Regions from separate parts of the Mus musculus genome. Here all the other regions are linked to region 2. Evidence: chromatin contacts called from public Hi-C and HiChIP or PLAC-seq data. All regions are on one chromosome and are shown on one strand. Each heading gives the region's core, a stretch centred on a gene start, on an enhancer-like site or on the middle of the called end of the contact. The rest is flanking DNA. Distances are from core to core; before and after follow the strand shown.

The links. Hi-C and Micro-C count contacts between places; a contact is called where the count stands out from the background. HiChIP or PLAC-seq counts read pairs in DNA pulled down with a chosen protein or histone mark.
Region 1: a contact with region 2 is called in an H3K27ac HiChIP or PLAC-seq map of large pre-B cells, with 9 times the contacts expected there. The contact joins two enhancer-like sites. A contact is called at or near these places in 2 of 15 datasets of contacts at CTCF or cohesin (pro-B cells and stem cell-derived epiblast-like cells), 4 of 484 Hi-C or Micro-C datasets (the N1E-115 cell line, Th1 cells, embryonic fibroblasts and 1 more) and 4 of 115 datasets of contacts at active chromatin or transcription factors (epiblast stem cells, fibro-adipogenic progenitors, large pre-B cells and 1 more).
Region 3: a contact with region 2 is called in a Hi-C map of B cells, with 1.7 times the contacts expected there. The contact joins two enhancer-like sites. A contact is called at or near these places in 1 of 15 datasets of contacts at CTCF or cohesin (pro-B cells), 1 of 484 Hi-C or Micro-C datasets (B cells), 2 of 115 datasets of contacts at active chromatin or transcription factors (CD8 T cells and fibro-adipogenic progenitors) and 1 of 9 other capture datasets (embryonic stem cells).

Annotation. Positions count from the first base shown.
Region 1 is chr13:44,981,212-44,984,357 of GRCm38.p6, forward strand. It overlaps Dtnbp1 (dystrobrevin binding protein 1), which reads right to left. Exons shown (of 10, transcript NM_025772.4): 5 at 1,530-1,662. Among named protein-coding and RNA genes, the nearest start is that of Dtnbp1, 19 kb to the right of the region's middle. Within about 2 kb of position 1,775, at least 43 of the 459 cell types and tissues checked have an H3K27ac peak or open chromatin away from gene starts, as enhancers often do. A contact at or near this core is called in pro-B cells, where this site is marked.
Region 2 is chr13:43,763,744-43,766,853 of GRCm38.p6, forward strand. No RefSeq gene overlaps it. Among named protein-coding and RNA genes, the nearest start is that of Cd83, 20 kb to the right of the region's middle. Within about 2 kb of position 1,683, at least 107 of the 459 cell types and tissues checked have an H3K27ac peak or open chromatin away from gene starts, as enhancers often do. A contact at or near this core is called in B cells, CD8 T cells and pro-B cells, where this site is marked.
Region 3 is chr13:44,807,303-44,810,056 of GRCm38.p6, forward strand. All of the region lies in intron 1 of Jarid2 (jumonji, AT rich interactive domain 2), which reads left to right. Among named protein-coding and RNA genes, the nearest start is that of Jarid2, 77 kb to the left of the region's middle. Within about 2 kb of position 1,254, at least 24 of the 459 cell types and tissues checked have an H3K27ac peak or open chromatin away from gene starts, as enhancers often do. A contact at or near this core is called in B cells and CD8 T cells, where this site is marked.

The DNA.
Region 1 (3,146 bases), core at 525-3,024, 1.2 Mb after region 2:
TCTTCTGTGCATGCAGTTCCCATTCCCCGCATCCATCCAAACTTAAGCTAAGGGAGAAAAGAGTGTTGAATAAAAGTTAAAGGGAGCCACCATCTTGGACTAGGCATCTTCACCAGTCACTCGAGCTGACATCCCACCGCACTGAAGTGAAACTGAGTGGTAGCCTGGCTCTTAGCATGGTGACAGCCCCTCAGCCTTAAGCTTACCCACACCCAACGGTCCCTTCCACCTTTGTGTCACACACACACACATGTCCCTTGTGAAAGGAAATATGCTACACTTTCCTGTCTCTCTCTCCAGAGAAAGAAGGAAGGACAGAACGACAGTCGTAAGGATAGATATAAGCATAGTACGAGATATGGAAATAACATAATGAAACCTATCGCTTTGTTTGCTAGACCTAGTAAGGCAATTCAAGGACCTGCCTCCCTGTCCCTGCCTGGCAAAATAATTTTGAAATGACTAATACATTTTAATTTTTGTTTGTATTTCCTTACTTTCTTTTTTGTCTGTAAAAGCACTAGTAAACTAATAGTGTTCTATTTTAGAATTAAAATAAATTACAATTTAGAATTTAAAAAGTAAAGCCATTTTGTGATCTTTACGTTGTTCTAATTTTGTCCTTTGAGAGCAGTGACCCACAATATTACCTTCATGTGTACATGCATCAAACACAACAGATAATTCTCTGAATATAAACCCATCCAAATGAAAAATGAAGAAAACAAACTTCCACAAACTTCAAATGCAGCAGAACTCATCTGACCTCATGTCTATCGCCTGAAGGGTAAAAACATACTGTAAGACATGAATTTCTGAAAGCCTAAATTCTAAAAGCAATGTTTGGAGGACATCCTCTGGCCAGGATAGTTACTGTAAGTCCAATTCATTCATTCATTCATTCATTCATTCATTCATTCATTCATTCATTCATTCAACTTACACTTTTAAACAAAAGACCTAATGACAGTCTTGAGTTATTTTAAAAAAAGATCAACAAAGGCTGGCAAGCTGATTCAGCCAGCAAAATGCTTGTAGCTTAAGCAAGAAGATCGGCCTGAGTTGGATCCCCAGTACATACATAAAGTGCCAAGCAAAATATCTTGCTTCTAATCATGGCACTAAGGAGCCAGAAACAGGCAGATCCCTGGGGCCCATTGGCTGGCCTCACCAGTGAGTATCATGGCAAAATGAGAGATACTGTTTCAAAGTCATAATGAAACATCCCAAGAGCTCTGGAGGAACAACACCCCCACCCCCACCCCACTTGACTCCCCTCCATATGCAGAAGCACCTGTATGCATACAAACATTTGGGCAGACATAGGCAAATAGGTAACACACACAAAGCAACAAAACTAAAATTATTTCCTTAGCTTACTGTAGGCAGAAAGCATTAGTGGTAAATTTTAGAAATGAATACATTTCTATATAACAATAAGAATGCACTATTATTTTCAAAGCAATAGCTGAGAATTGATGAATTCTTGGAGGGCTTTGAAACTGCTCTCACACACAGGCCACACTTACCCAGGCTTGCCATCAGAGACTCCAAGTCCTGCAGGAGAGCGGGCAGCTGCTGCAGCTGCCCCTGCAGCTCGTTCAGGCTGGTCCTCTTCTTCTCCCAGTGGGCAGACAGCATGACCACCTCGCTGTCCACCAGCTGCAACACAGACCAGCGGGGCTCAGGAAAACCACATCTCAAGCACACAGTCAGTCAACGAGCCGAGGCCCGGCCAGTTTGTCTTTAGCAACCCTCCATGGTCTACAGATGGCAGTGACACTGAAGACAGTGCCACTTGTGTTGCTGGTTTTTCTTAGAAGAGGAAGGAACTCAGTATTTGTACAGCAGACCTCAAACTGCTCTTGTATCAGACATCTAACCCAAAGACTCCAAGGTCAGAAATAAGCTGACATCTTCTACGTATGTTCTACTATTAAGGAAACTATTCATTGGAAAATTCATACCTAGGAAAAATAAGACAAAAAGCAAACAACAACAAAAAAGTAACAAAAAGCAAATACACAGAAACAAATAAAAAAGTGATTTACTGGTAATTACTTGCTAACTTGAGAAGAAGTTAAAATATTTTGTCTGGTACACAGCATAATCTTTTTTAAGGCATTATAGATCATACCATGGTTCATTAGATAACTTGAAAAGTCTAAAATAACTAAGGTTTAGACAAAAACTACTTCTTACCAAAAATCAAAGCACAGCATATTTAAATATTAAGGCTTAAAAATGGTTTATTAATTCTAACTTTACACAAAACTAAAAATTACATTCTTTATATAGGACATAAAGTTTTTAGGTAGAAAGAATATAGCAGAGTACACTAAAGTATTTTAATTTAAGAAAATGTGAGGGTGAACAACTGTCAAACCATCACAGATGATTATACAATGGTACAACACACTAAGCATCTGCTACAAGCCCGACTCTGGGTTAAGCAATTTAGATATATTATCTTACAAAAACTACATCTTCTATGTTCCTCAAAGGCTTGCAAGCTAACAGTGTATGCAGAGTAGCTGGGAGACAGTGGAACATTTCATAGGTGAGGCTAAGCGTGAGAAAGCTAAACCACCACGGGCATGTCTTTGAAAGGATGGGGATTCCAGGCTCCTCCTCTGGGTGACAGACTCCTGGGTTACAGTGAGATGAACATAGTTCTTCCACCAAATGCTCCCAACATGGCACACTGTCTAACCAACAGCAAAAGGACCAGTCATAAAGCAAAATGATAGCCAAGCAAACCCTTTCTCCTTAATAAGCTGATTAGCTCAAGTATTTTGTCAGAGCAATGAAACTAATTAACATAGCATAAAACTCTACAGTTCATTCAGTCTATCTGAACAAGCTTGCTTGTTAAGCAAAGTTAAGTGGTGTCTGACACATTTTATGGATTAAAAAAAAGACAGAGACCAGGCTGTTTGTGTAAGACCAAAACAAATTAGTGCACCAAAGATGATAATCAGAAATTGTAACCTCCCCTCCTGTCACAGGAAATGCACCCTGAGCAGAGAAGTGAAGTCTCACTCAGCTCACTTAACAAATCAAACTGCTAAATAAAACCATTACTCTTAAGAGTTCAATCTAAAGACTAGAAACTGTTTCGCAATAATAGGAATTAAAAGGAAAAC
Region 2 (3,110 bases), core at 433-2,932:
GCCTCTGGAGATGCAATCCCAGACCATCAGGTTTATAAGGCAAATGGCCCCTGAAATTTGCCTTTCTAGTGCGTATGCCACAGACAATTAATGCATCTTACACGCCCCGCATGCGTGATCTTGTGCGGGACACAGTGACCATACATCCAGCTAAACAAGGGAAGACCCTGATGGAGGTAGTGGAACACTATCTGTAATTCTTGCTCCTTCTGAACTGGCGAGGTCCTTGCTCTCAATGAGTTTGTAGTCTTGTTGGTAAGCTTTTGAATATGTGAGCATTTAGTAAATCAAGCATAGTCTGTGAAGGAATTATATTAAACACGAGCAGGTGCTGACATATGGGACACAGCAAGAGAAGGGCCGAGTTATAAAGGGGCTGAGGTGAGGAAGCAAGTTTTCATGTCAGGACTTTACCTCCTGGAGTGCAAGGCCTGCTATGTGTCTGGCCACTGCCTGCACTTCATTTTGGCCATTTAACTCATCGTCTATTCCTCCAATAATGTCGAATAACAACACATCTCCTCAATCCCAGTGGCTTGCATCACAAACGTTTATTTTTTATTTTTTTCTTCGTATGGCTGAGGATTGGCTGGGATTCAGCTGATCTTGGCTCTGTTCCTCTGGGCCTGGCTCCCAGCTACAAGCCTACTCTGGGCTGGCTTCCTAGAGTTCCTGCAGGGACTGGCACTGCCTGAGGCACGTCTTCTCATGGTGAGGGCAGAGACACAAGAGGCTAAGTCTCACCATGGAAGCACACTAAAAACTTCTGTTGTATCACTTTCACATCTGTCTTTCAAAGTGAGTTCTAAGGCCAAGCCAAACATCAGGGAGACGGGAAAACACCCACCACAGATTCCTTGAGAGCTACTGAAAAATCCCACGATGAGAACCATGGATGGATCATCCTGAAGCAAGGAGGACTAAAGGATTGGAAATAATCCACGCAGACATGGTTATGGGATTGATAGTGTGGGTGGCAGACATGGGCTGTGCATGTAGTCTAATTGATAGAATGCTTGCCGAATCGTGCACAAAGCCCTGAGTTTGTTATCCAGCATCAAGTTAATTGGGTGTGGTAGTGCACATCTGTGATGTTAGCACTGGGCAGGTAGAGGCAGGAAGAGAAGAGGGTTAAGGGTACTTTCATCTACATAGCAAATTGTGGACTAGTTCTGTATGTTTGAAACCCTGTCTGTGACGGTGATGATGATGGTGGTAGTAGTGATAATGATGATGATGATGGTAGTAATGATGATGATGATGATGCAGTATAGATAAAAAAGATGAGCCCAGGTAGGAAAATGCAGGTGTGGGCTGATGTATTTTTTCTGTTGGGCTGAAGTGAAAAGATTAGCAATCATGTGATGCTCTCCCAGAGTTACAGAGTAGTTGGCGTGTACAATGGCAATGCAGATAGACTGGTGTTAAGTGAGACCTCATATTGGAAGAAAGTTCTATTGGAGGACAAAGATTTGGCCAACAACCAGGTAAGGAGAGAGTACACACACGTAGTGAGTGAGACCCGAAAGGTCAGAGTAGGCTCCCAACCCTCTGGGGTGCCTGGTCAAGAGGAACACCCTAAGTCTTTCTCACTTCTATGTTTCTATGATGTCAGGGCTACTTCCTTCCCCAAAATCCCCTCAGCGGCTAAGCATCACAGTGGCGCATGTGACGACCCGTGACGGCCTCTGAAAGTTCTTCTTTTGGTCCCTTCGGCAGGTGGCTGACGAGTGGAGAGCCTGGAGCCCAGCCTGCTTTGGGGTTGTCATCACTAAGACCAGCTGTAGAAGCCTGGCCAGCAGTACCCAGCGGCCTGCCTGGGCTGCAGAGTGCTGTGTTGTGAAATACCAGATACCTCGTTCATCTGGAGGGGACTCCAACAAAGGTCTGCACCTACTGGTGCTTAGCTCCGTGGTAGAACACTTGACTGTTAGAAAAGAAGTCTCTGAGTTGCAACAGCAGCACTAAGGCCCAGGCCAGGGGTGGGGGTGGGGCAGGCCTTTGATCATAACACTGGAAACACAGTGGTAGGCGGAGCTTGGTGGGTTTCAGGCCAGCCTGGTCTACATAGTTAATTCCAAGACAGGTGGAGCTTCAGACATTGTGAGACCCCGTCCCCAAAATAAGCAAATGCTGTTACCACCCAGATCACATTGTCTTCAGAGGCTACCTGGGTAGGAGTAGGGTCTCACCTAATCCCATTGTCTTCCACATACAGTGGGAAGAATACCAGCTAATTTACCATACAAAAAAGCTGAATTTAAAACACAAGCAAACATGTAAACCAGGTGTGGTGGCTCAATCCTATAAGCCCAGCCCTTAGGAGGCTGAGGCAGGAAAATCCGTGTGTTAGAAGCCAGCCTTGGCTGCATAGTAAGACCTTGTTTCAAAAAAAAAAAACCAAAACAAACAACAACAACAAACAAACAAAAACCAAAACCTCCTACCAACTCAACCACAACTCTTTCAGTCTCTAGCAGGTAGCATTTGTAAGTGCTAGTTCAAGGAGAACAAATATCTCACACGTCTAAGTATTCCAGTATATTTACTTGTGTGTGTGTTTGTGTGTGTGTGTGTGTGTGTGTGTGTGTGTGTGTGTGTGTATGTGTGGTGTCTGGTGTATGTGTGTGATATGTGGTGTGTGTTTGTGTGTGTGTGGTGTATGGTGTATGTGTATGGTATGTGGTATGTGTGTAGGTTTGTGTATGTGGTATGTGTACATGCCCGTGTGTGTGGTGTGTATATGTGGTGTCTGATGTATGTGTGTGGTACATGGTGTGTGTGTGTGTGTGTTTGTGTATATGGGGGGTGTACATGCCTGTGTATGTAGATGTGTGCATGTGTGTGTGTGTGTGTGTGTGTGTATACTCGTGTCTTTGTGTACACATGTGTGTATGTGCATATGTGTGTTGTATGTATGTGTATATGTGTGGTGTGTGTGTTTGTGTGTGTGTGTGTGTACACAAGTATGTGGAGGCCATGGGTCAACCTTGATGTCACTTTCTGAGGAGTGATTCAGCTTGGTTTTTGAGAGGGGGGGGGTCTCTCATTGGGGTCTGAGGCTTTCTGGAATCACAAGCCCACTATACCCTTTGTAAAGCTTTGTTTAA
Region 3 (2,754 bases), core at 4-2,503, 1.0 Mb after region 2:
GTCTGTAGGGCAGATTAGTGGCTTTGGTGTGGCCTTGCTGCATTTCCCTCAGCTCTCCTGCAGTTGGTTGATGACCCACGTGTCATGTCCTCACTATCACCATAAGGCTTGCTTCACCTGGGCCCCGTGTATACCATAATAGACACACACAGCTGAGTGTCAAGTGCAGAGGGAGTCAGCTTAGCTTAATTAGAGCAGTGAAAATGGACTGTTTGCTTAAAGCTGTATTGTACTCTTTGTTATTTATTATACACCTAAACTTTTAGAAGGTGAACATTTAGGAATTAAGCAATAAGTAATAAAAAAATGAATGAAACGACCTTTTAGAAAGGGTCTCTTCACTGAACATGGAGACACCAATATAAGTAGAGTTAGGTGAACAGCAAGCCTGAGGGATCCCCCTGTTTCCAACTCCCTAACATTAAGATTGTAATGTGGTGACCAGCTTTTTATGTGAGGATTTGTGTGTCCTGACTCAGGGTCTCATGCTTGGTTGACGAACAATTTACTGATCAGAGTATTTCTTCAGCAACAAGTAAGTATTCTTAAATGGATTTTTGTAGTATACGGAGGCAAATCAATTGAAAACTGGCTAATTAAGACCACAAAACAGCATTTGTACAGAAGCAGAATTTTAAGTTAATAGTGTGTGCTTTAGGGATGGAAATATTTCCAGTGAGACAACGACCACTTCTTGTTCTTTTTTCTTCTTCTTCTCCTCTTCCTTTTTTCTTCTCCTCCTTCTTCCTCTTCTTTTTTCCTCCTATTTCCTTCCTTCCTTCCTTCCTTCCTCCCTCCTCCTCCCCCCCCCCCCCCCCCGATACAGGACTTCTCTGTGTAGCCTTGGCTGTCCTGGCACTCACTCTGTAGACTAGGCTGCTCTGAAACTCAAAAATCCGCCTGCCTCTGCCTCCCAAGTGCTGGGATTAAAGGCGTGCACTACCACTGCCCGGGTCCAGTGAGACTTCTTAACTTACAGCATAACTAATGTTCATGACTTTTGACCTTGAAGTTTATATTGATTTCTTAGCTATGCAGGATGTAATTCCTGTTTTAGGTCTTAGTTTCTACTCAAAGATGGGACTTCCTTTTGGTGTGGTGGTAGCTGCTAAAGAAAAAATGTTCCATTTGAAAGTGGAACTCTGTGGGCAGGTACATTTTTAGTGTTTCCATTTACTATCATAGTCACATTCTATGTTCCAGTTTATGCCTGTGTGAGAGAAGTGGGCCTAATTGGGTTAGTCCGAAAGAGTGGTTTCACTAAAGAGCTATTTCCATGTTGGAAAATTCCCATTTCTATTTAAAGGGTTGTTCATTCTGGATGTAGAGGACAAATTAAAGAGTACTGTTTTAGAAGTGTGGCTGGATTTTTTGGCATTGGCAGCCTGATAATTACAGTTTTTGCCCAAGAGCTTTGAATTCTGACTGTTTTGCTTGGAAGATCTTCTGAGGAAAAGCTGAAGGATAAGGGACCTGGGTACCAGGAAAGGGAGGATTAGGCTGTAGTGTTTTGGTAGTGCTTTGTTGAATAAATAGGATAGCTCTCCTGGGGATTCCCATCACCAGGCAAGAGAAATGGCACTGTCTTATTTTGTCTATTTGTTTTCATGGATACATCATCTTTTGTAAGTAAAAATATGAGTATTGTCTGTTCTCATCAATAATGAAGAAAATAGAGCATACCTCCAGCTAGTAATGGTAAGCAATAATGTCTGAAAACCAGACATTATTGTGAATAAATCAGTCATTTGTCCGTTTTACTCACACACAGCTACTTCTTCACACCTTCCTTCTACAAGGTGGCAAAATTCTGTTGGATCAGGTTAATGAAACAGGTGGCCTGGGTTATTTTTAGCCCTATCCTTCTCATGAACTGTTACTCTTTCTAGATTTCTCTTTCATGTGAAATGAATTGACATGTTAAATTTAGGTTTATAGTGTGATGTAGTGTTCTGTTACTAGAAGTACAAACCATTTATGTCACAAGCTTAGATGTTCTTGGTCAGGGCTGGGGAGATGGCTCTTTGCTTAAGTGCACAATCTGCTCTTCCATAGTTCAATTCCCAGCAACTGCATGGTGGTTTTATCTATACTGGGATCTGATGCCCTCTTCTGGCATGCAGGTGTACATATACACACAGGGCACTCATGCATTAAATAAAGAAATCTTTTAAAAATGTCTCTGATTTACAGATTTTTTTTTTTGTGGCCAAGCAATATTCCATATTAATTTGTGTCCATGCCCTCCCATCCCCCATATTGAATAACTTAGGAGTTCTGCCTGGAAGTTTCTCAGGCTTCTGCACTCTTGCTGTGTGGTCAGCTCATGTGTACATGTATACTTTCATGTAGTGTATCATGTGTACTCTTTTGGCACTGGTGGTTGCTTCTGTTGGTAGGTAAGAAAAGACACATCCTTATTTCTCTGCTCTCATGCTTCTTCAAGGCTGCCCAGGCTCATTTTTCTGATCATCGATGATTCTTGGCTCTCTCTTTAAACTCTGTTAGCTCCATTTCACACCTCTCATTAGCTTCTCATTCCTCAGTCCAGAGTAGATGCTCAGAACCATATAGCACTGAATTCTGTTCCTCCTCCTGCCATGCATACTTATTACTACGGATTCTTACTATCAGGAACGTTGAGATTAATAACTAATCATAATAAAACAGTAGTTATACTTTATTAGAATTAGTATGAACTACTTAGGATGCCTAGAGTGAAAATACTGTATAAAAGTATGATTAATTTATATA